2 separate regions of the Mus musculus genome follow, and region 1 is linked to region 2. Evidence: chromatin contacts called from public ChIA-PET data. All regions are on one chromosome and are shown on one strand. Each heading gives the region's core, a stretch centred on a gene start, on an enhancer-like site or on the middle of the called end of the contact. The rest is flanking DNA. Distances are from core to core; before and after follow the strand shown.

Region 1 (4,539 bases), core at 241-2,740, 140 kb after region 2:
CTTCAAGTCCTCATCTCCCCCACAAAACAGCACAGAACTCCGTTTTGAATTCTTAGTCTACAATATTTTTTTTTTTTTTTTTTTTTTTTTTTTTTTGGTTTTTGGTTTTTCGAAACAGGGTTTCTCTGTATAGCCCTAGCTGTCCTGGAACTCACTCTGTAGACCAGGCTGACCTCGAACTCAGAAATTCACCTGCCTCTGCCTCCCAAGTGCTGGGATCTAAGGCGTGTGCCACCACGCCCGGCTTTAGTCTACAATTCTTAAATCTGCCTACAAAAGCATTTTCCTTAAATCCCTTTCCACTTATGAATACCAGCCATGTGATTGGTGGGGAACACAGTAGCCAATAGCACAGACACAGTGCTGCAGCTCACATGGGGTGTGGATTACACCATCTCAGCTTTGTATACTTTGGCTTCAGTATTCACTGTGCTTAACTGCCTTGTAGCAACCCCCAGGAACACTAAAGCCCATTTAGTCTTCACACACACTCATCTCCAAAGAGTGCAGTCAAGTTAAAGGGACAAAAGCAGCTCTAATCTTAGGGACTCCTGCTTTTTCTATGCTCTGCTCGAGAAGGCTCTGTGCAGCTTCTTACAGGGGATGGAGTCCTATATGCTTCCAGCTTCTAGTTCCTAATAACACTTATGCTGGTCAGCATCATCCTGCTAGCCCTTATTCCTGATTCTTGGACCACCTACCAAAGAGACCACCTGAACACAAACCTCTGTTTGTTTAGGGGTCTGCTAATGGGAACCCAAACAAAGAAAATGGTTCCTTAATGTCACCCTCTCAGCTTTTATCTAGTACCACGGGTACCCCCAAAACACTGATTCCCCTATGAAGCACAAGCTATGCTTGGCTTGTTTGTTCTCAGTTACCCTCCTTGACAACTCCATGTGAGGCAGCAGCTGATGGGGACAGAGAAGAGTTACCATGCACCCTATCTGGCAGAGTGGTGAGCTAGAAGGGACTGAGGGCAGCAGAGACTTGCTGCCGTGGGGTAGACTTGACATAGTGGCCCCAAACACCTGAGAGAATGGGAAAAGTGACTGGAGGGCAGCACAAGCCACTCCTCAGTTTATTCAGAGAGAGGAGTGGGACCAGGGAGCTCATCCCACTTCAGGTTAGAGACCGTCCTTGCATAGCTGAGGGTACTCCTACTCATGTCTTGAAAGGTCAGCACAAAACACAGTGCCTGGCACATACTTGGAAATAAAAAAAATTGCTTGTACAATGCCTGAATGGGAATTATGGCCCCCATCACAGCTGGGGCCATGGAGAGTGACCTGGAGCTATCAACAGGAGATCTCTTATCTACTGAAATTATACTAAAGTCACATACAGTACTATCTCCTCTGCTGGGCATCTGCTTTCTTATTCCTACCTCATTCCAAACATCCTCCTCTGAATCATCCACCCCCTCAGTCTGCCAACCCTCATGACCTCTCCCACCACACTCAACAACTACCTTATAGTCCCACATCCCCACAGCGCCGCCCCCCCCCCCTTGCAGGAGAGGTGTGTGGCTATGAGTCATGTAGGAGCAGCACCAAGCCTTCCCACATGCAAATAAGGTTTCCCCCAAACTCTCAGTCCAAGCCAATTAGAGGTACCTGTTGTAGAACCCTGAATTACCCCCAAAACTGTATATAAATCCATCCAGAGAATTAAAGGTGTTCGAGAACTACTCTGTTGTCTGAGTCCTTTGTTCCAAGAGCTGTAACACTTGGGAAGAGATCGGCTCTCCTGAAGCCTGAGGCTCCGCTGCACTCCTCACTGGATAGTCAGCCTCTCAGCCCAGCCCAACCCAACTCAGTGCAGTTACCAGTGATCTGGAAGGCAGGGCAGAGACTCCACCTCCCTGCCCACACTCGCTTCCCTTCGCCGGAACTCTCCCACTAGGCCTGGGCAGAGATCTCCGTGGAAAGCCTCTGGTGCTCAGGCCCACACCCACCCCTGAGTTTTAGAGATTTAATCACAAGACGTTTAACAAATGGACCCTCAGAGGAGCTACAAATCGCTTATAAGAAAGATCAACAGCTCAAGGCCAGACTGCCACCTGTGACCCCTTCTCTAATCTTGACAGGGGACACTCTTCATACTGTGTGAGATAGATTAAAGCCCAAACCACATGCAGCACATACACAAAGTGTGACCATGACGACAAAGAAGGTAGAAGGAAACTTTAGAAGTGACTGTGATGCACATACAGACTCCAGTCTCACTGGTGGATCTTTATCTACAAACTTTACATCTGACAGCTACAACTTGTCAACAGCCTTCTGAATGTCAATACTGGGTTAAAATGTGTGAAGAGGAAAAGCAGCCAGGCACAGGCCTGTATTTCTACTACTCAGGAGGCTGAAGCCAGAGGATTGTAAGCTTGAGGCTAAGCTAGTCTGGTAGATAGGCCAAACTGAGCCACTTAATGAGACACCATCACAAAATTAGAAGTTGGGGGGATGGGGGTGCTGATTAATAGAATCCTAGGCACCATGCCCAAGGCCCCAAGTCTGATCACCAGAAAAAAAGGAAGGGGGTGGTGCAGGGAGAAGAGGGAGTGAACAGAGAGGAGGAAGAAGAGGAAGAGGAAGAAGAGGAGGGAGAGGAGGAGGAGGAAAAGGAGGGGAAGGAAGAAGAGGAGGAAGAGGAGGAGGAAGAGGAGGAGGAGGAGGAGGAGGAGGAGGAGGAGGAGGAGGAGGAGGAGGAGGAGGAGGAGGAGAGGATTGGCTGTGAAACTTGACCAATGCCTGTTTCTGCTCTCCTCCCAGAACACCTGCCTATTAACCTGGCTTGGCATGGCAGATGTCTCCAGTTTCTAACAAGCATCACGAGAGACTGAGGAGTGGCAGGGTCTCTAGAGCTCATTTTGAAAACTAATCTATAACTTGAGTCCATGAGTGGTTCTATCCCTCCCATCTTTAGGCTTAAAGGCATGCAGCTGGCAGCCCTACAAGGCAGAAAGCTGAGCTGAGTTTCCAGGACACTGACACAACGTCTGTATCTGGGCCCTCAGACCCCACAGACACTTGGAAGGCTTCTGTTTTCTGAGGTGGATGGTCACTTCTGTCTTGAACATATACATGTGTCCTTCCTTAAATGTGTGCTCACCTGCAAGCATTCTCTGGCAATGCACATCAGCATCCCTGCAGAAAGAGTTAATGCCACCCTTTCTCACAAGCACACCCATAACTGCATATTGTGTATGGGCTTCACTGTGCTATGTGTAAGTCAGTACTTATGAGCATGCACAAGCCCTTACTCTCTTGTTTTTGGCAAGGTTGCAGCATAGAGCTACTCAAATACATGCAGGCTACCCTGGAAATTACCAAGTAGTTATGAGCATGAATTAGTAATTCCTGAAAGAAAAGACTAATTTCAAAATGTATACTATATAACCGAAGGTCACAGGGACAATGGAGATTTGAAAAGTTACCAGCCCAGTTAACTTATTGATCACTTTTTTATAGAAACAGAGCAGTGGCTCTGCTTGTTTCCACATGTGTATGAGTTGGCAAATGAGACTGTCAGTAAGCTGGATAGTGTCACATGCTATGCTCCAATGTGAGCCTGCACATACCTCTCCTCCTGCTGTTTTAGTTCCAAACGGCAGGTTTAAGAGCTAATGCTTGCCATGCATAACTGTGTGCAGGTTCTGTTTTTCAAGTGAGCCAGTCACCTTTTAAATATTATGATCTGCATAAGTTATACCATTTTTGAAACTTCTGTATGTGGCAACACCCTTTATTGAAGTGACTTAGACCTTCAGTCTACAATCTGGCAGTGTGGAAATATACCCTGTTCACAGTTCATGGGAAACTAGGAAAGGTTCCCAGTGTGGGTCAATGATGCCGGAATCACCCACAGGGGAAAGACTCCTTCCTCCACACAACTAGAATCTCCAACTATGGCTCACAACCTGGTGAGCACAAGTCCTGCTCACAACAGAATCCAGATGGAACAGTGCAGGTGGCTCACTGCTAACAGTGAGTCAGGGAAACGGGTGGTGAGGGCAGGACCAGGACTGAGGCTGAGGTGACCTTCCAGAGACTATTACTTTGTAGTGGTGGTGGGATTTGAAACCAGGCCCTAGCAGACGAGAGTTTCAGAATCCAACCTTAGAGAGAGCAAAGTCACCAAGCAAAAATGAAAAACAAACCCCATACTGTTCTCTGGTAAGTCAGTTCTGAAGTCAATTATCAGAAAAGTCAAGCTCACTAATGGGTCCACAGTCAGACAACGGGGTGGGGTCACCATATAATCTAGACCCTCTGTTTTCATTCCTGAATTAATACGTTATTCCTGGACCTTGTGTCTCCCATCAACTTTCTGTCTATTTGCCTTTTTCCAACTGATATATCATCACTAACCTCCTCAAGAATTCACAGACGCTTCCAACATGTTACTCTGACTAAACCCCAGCTCCTCATGCTGTAGTCAAAACTCCCTACTGTCAGAGCTCACACCTCTATACCACTATGCTTCAACCCAGCCCTTCAACCACTTGCACAACTCTTTTGTTTCTCCCATCTTCCT
Region 2 (4,225 bases), core at 367-2,866:
CAGTGTACACAGCCAGAGTTTCTGGCTGTAGCTCAGGTTGGACCCTACAGGAAACCAGTGTAGACCACTCAAGGAATCCAGTGCAGACTCCAGCATAGACCCCTGAAGAACTCTAGCGGAGAATCCTAGCATAGACCCCTGAAGAACTCTAGCGGAGAATCCTAGCATAGACCCCTGGAAGAACTCAGTGTACTCCCCTGAAGGAACCTAGTATAGACCCCAGCAGAACTCAGCATAGACTCCCCTGAGAGATGTGACTTAGTCCCTGAGAGGAACCCAGCATAGTCTGGAGAAACCCAGTGTAGACTTCCGATGGAGCCCAGCATAGGCTCCTAATGGAATTGAGTATAGATCCCTGGAGGAGCTTAATGAAGACTCTTAGAGAAGCCTTCTAGGCCTCTAGTGGGTCCCAGCATAGGAGGAATACAGTGTAAACCCTGGTGGAGCCCCAAATAGGTGTCAAGCTGAATCCATTGTAGCCTCCTAGAAGATCCTAGTGAGGACCCCATTGGTCGATTTCTGGAAGAAATAAGTGTAGACCCCTGGAGGAAAGTACTGTTGGATCCTGATATAGCCCAGTGTAGCGTGCAGAGGAACCCAGCATAGGCCCCAGAGGAGCTTAGTGTTGACCTCTGCTGTGCTCCTACAGTGAACTCAGGCTCCAGTGAACTCCTGAGTCCCCCTGCCTTAGTGTGAACAATACAAGCACCTCCAGGAATCAGAATAAGCATTTTGAAAGAAGCTCGGACTCTGTGGGGGAGGACAGACATTCTTCCCTCTCCTCCTGTCAAATAACTCTCGGCAGTATGTTCAGAAAAAAGCACTACGCCATTACAACAAGAACAGATTGCTTTAAGAGAGGACAGCCATGGCACAGCTAGAGTGAGCCCCAGACGCCTCAAATTATCTTATAGAAAAGAAAATCCCGGTAAGAGAGTAAGAGGGTGGAACTGAAGAAATCTTCCCAGGAATAAGCCAAAGAGGTAAAGAGACAAGAAGGAGGGAGGGGGAAAGAGGGGAAGAAGAGAGGAAGAGGAGGAGGGAAAAAAGAAAGAGGACGACCAATCCAAGATCTCAAACATTTGAAGACAGATTTTCAGAAGGAAATCGGAGAATGAAAGAGAAGAAATAATAATATAATTAATTTTTCTTTCTGGCACTGAAGGATATGAATGTCCAGGTTGAAGGGGACTATCAGTTGCCCACTAGAGTAGGCAGAAATATCTATGACCAACAACTGTGACATTCGAAATGGAATTCTTGGATAGAAGCAAATTAAGAGGTTGAAAGAAAATGTCTCATGATGAGAACAGAGAACTAGGCCTCCCAAAAGAAGTGTTTGTGTCAAAGTTCTGAAGAATGATTTCCAATCTATAATGCTTAGCCCAGGGTACTATTCATCATGGGGATTAATAAAATTTGTTTGGAGTTATGGCGTGCACGCATGCACACACACACACACACACACACACACACACACACACACACACACACGTGCATGCAGTATCTGCAGAGGCCAGAAGAGGGAGTTGGACCTGGATCTGGAGTTACTGGTGGCTGCGAGTCACCTGACGTGGGTGCTGAAACTGAATTCAAGTCTTCTGTAAGAATAGTTCACACCCTTCACCACACAGTCATCTCTCTGCCCCTGTTGCACTTCCTCTGGGGGCAGGCACTGAGATATTTGCTTTATCAAGACGAAGGAGCAAACTACAAAAGAGCAGACATGGGAGAGGAAGAAGAAGAAACCAACACAGAATCTGGTAGAGAAACTCTCAGGCCACTGGTTCAGGGAGACTCCAGGCAGGCTGGCAGCTGGCGACCTGTCAGACCAGAGCAGGTCAGAAGGGTCCAGATGCCACATCTTCGAGTCAGTTGCTTTGGATTGAATGCAATTTCCTCCCTATATTCATATGCTGATTCATAAGCACCAATGTGAGGCCCACCAATGTACCTGTACATTTAATGGTCAAGACAGTAGAAAATGCCAAGCCAAAAAGTTTATAAGAGGCACCCATACCTCCAAGTACTTTACAGATAACTGTAACAATATGTAGACAGTAATGGGAAAAGGGAAACCAGTGGGTGCTAGCACATGGGAAAACTGCACCCCTGCAGTATTGCTGATAGAAATTGTCTTAGTCAGGGTTTCTATTCCTGCACAAACATCATGACCAAGAAGCAAATTGGAGAGGAAAGGGTTTATTCAGCTTACATTTCCATACTGCTGTTCATCACCAAAGGAAGTCAGAACTGGAACTCAAACAGGTCAGGAAGCTACTGCAGAGGCCATGGAGAGATGTTCTTTACTGGCTTGCTTCCCTGGCTTGCTCAGCCTGCTCTCTTATAGAACCAAGACTACCAGCCCAGAGATGGTCCCACCCATAAGGGGCCTTTCCCCCTTGATCACTAATTGAGGAAATGCCTTACAGCTGGATCTCATGGTGGCATTTCCCCAACTGAAGCTCCTTTCTCTGTGATAACTTTATCTGTGTCAAGTTGATACAAAACTAGCCAGTACAGAAATGTAAAATGTTGCAATCACTGTGGCAAACAGTTTGGTGATTCCTCAAATCTTTTTTTTTAAATTTATTTATTATATGTAAGTACACTGTAGCTGTCTTCAGACACACCAGAAGAGGGAGTCAGATCTCGTTAGGGATGGTTGTGAGCCACCATGTGGTTGCTGGGATTTGAACTCAGGACCTTCGGAAGAGCAGTCGGGTGCTCTTACCCGCTGAGCCATCTCACCAGCCCCGATTCCTCAAATCTTTATACAGAATTACTATGCAGCAGTTCTGCTCTAGGCCTGTACTCCCAAAGAACTGGAAGCCAGGGCTCCAACAGATTTGTCCACCATGTATGTTATTCACCGTCTTCTGGCCCCTGCAGTTACTAACTACACACACACACACACACACACACAGAGAGAGAGAGAGAGAGAGAGAGAGAGAGAGAGAGACAGACAGACAGACAAAGTCTGCCATAACTCCTGGTGAAAACTCTATTTTAGCTCACGGCTCAGGCTCTAGTGCATCATAGCAGGGAAGTCAAGGCCAGAGCTTGAAGCAGCTGATCACATCCACAGTCAAGGGCAGAGAGAAATAGATGCATGCATGTTTACTGCTTAGCGTACCCTCTCCACTCCTGTATGATTGAAGCAGGGCCCGAAGCAGGGAAGAGTGCCACCCACAGGGCAATGGCTCTTCTCCCAGTGATGAGCACAGACATGCCCAACTGGATCTAGACAATCCCTCACTGAAACGCTCTCCCCAGGCGATTTAGCCTGTGTCATGTTAAAGCTGACTGTTGCAGATAGATAGACCATATAATGAGATAATGAACCACAGAAAGGAGAGTGGTTCTGTTACATGCGACGGCATGGATGAGTCATGAAAACATGCTAAGTGAAGTGGGTCTGGTACCAAAGAAGAAATGTGAGATTACACTCGTGAAATCAGCAGGACAGGCAAGTGGGCAGGGACAGAGCAGAGTAATGGTGACGAGGACATGGGCAGGGGAGTTACTGTTTAGTGGGTATGGAGCCTTTGCTTATAGAGGTGAAAGGTTTGCAAACAATAGTGGGGATAGCCTGGCTACTTAATGCTATTCATTGAGCACTTAAAATGGTTAAAATGGCGAATTCAATGATCATAAGATACATACCACAATGCAAATCTACATATCATAATACCGTGGGCCAGCCTGATCTACATAGTGAGTTCCAAGACAGCCAGGGCTATACAGAGAAACCCTGTCTCAAAAAACCACCACCCCCCCAAAAAAAAGAGGCCCTATGTTTTAGTTCTAAAAGGCTTCATTTATTAAGATAAAAAATGTTAGGTCAGTCAGTGGCAGCATATACCTTTAATCCTAGTCTTTGGGTGGCAGAGGAAGGCAGATCCTTATGAGTTCAAGGCCACTCTGGTCCACAGAGTAAGTTCTAGGACAGCTAGGACTCCATAGAGAAACCCTGTCTCAAAAAAAAAAAAAAAAAAAAAAAGATAAAACTGTTAAGTTGAAAGTGGAAATAAAAGTAGATAAAGAGAGCTTGGAGGTGTGGGTGGGTGGCAGTCGTGTAGGGCAGGCGGGATGTCAGGAGGTCTGCGTGGAGGAGGAGGGCCTGGGGAGCAGGGATCCTGTCATAGGGCTAAGGAGCATCTAGGTCAGAAAGCTGTGACTGCCATGGGGGCAGGAGGGATGACAGAACTGGGATCATGGTCCA

The links. ChIA-PET counts read pairs in DNA pulled down with a chosen protein or histone mark.
Region 1: a contact with region 2 is called in an RNA polymerase II ChIA-PET map of memory CD8 T cells, with 9 read pairs. The contact joins two enhancer-like sites. A contact is called at or near these places in 1 of 39 promoter capture datasets (pre-B cells), 1 of 484 Hi-C or Micro-C datasets (nephron progenitors), 1 of 115 datasets of contacts at active chromatin or transcription factors (memory CD8 T cells) and 2 of 9 other capture datasets (liver and pancreatic islet).

What each region holds. Positions count from the first base shown.
Region 1 is chr6:38,808,126-38,812,664 of GRCm38.p6, forward strand. All of the region lies in intron 2 of Hipk2 (homeodomain interacting protein kinase 2), which reads right to left. Among named protein-coding and RNA genes, the nearest start is that of Hipk2, 66 kb to the right of the region's middle. Within about 2 kb of position 1,491, at least 127 of the 459 cell types and tissues checked have an H3K27ac peak or open chromatin away from gene starts, as enhancers often do. A contact at or near this core is called in memory CD8 T cells, where this site is marked.
Region 2 is chr6:38,668,210-38,672,434 of GRCm38.p6, forward strand. The region is part of intron 1 of Clec2l (C-type lectin domain family 2, member L); the gene reads left to right. Among named protein-coding and RNA genes, the nearest start is that of Clec2l, 7.3 kb to the left of the region's middle. Within about 2 kb of position 1,617, at least 16 of the 459 cell types and tissues checked have an H3K27ac peak or open chromatin away from gene starts, as enhancers often do. A contact at or near this core is called in memory CD8 T cells, where this site is marked.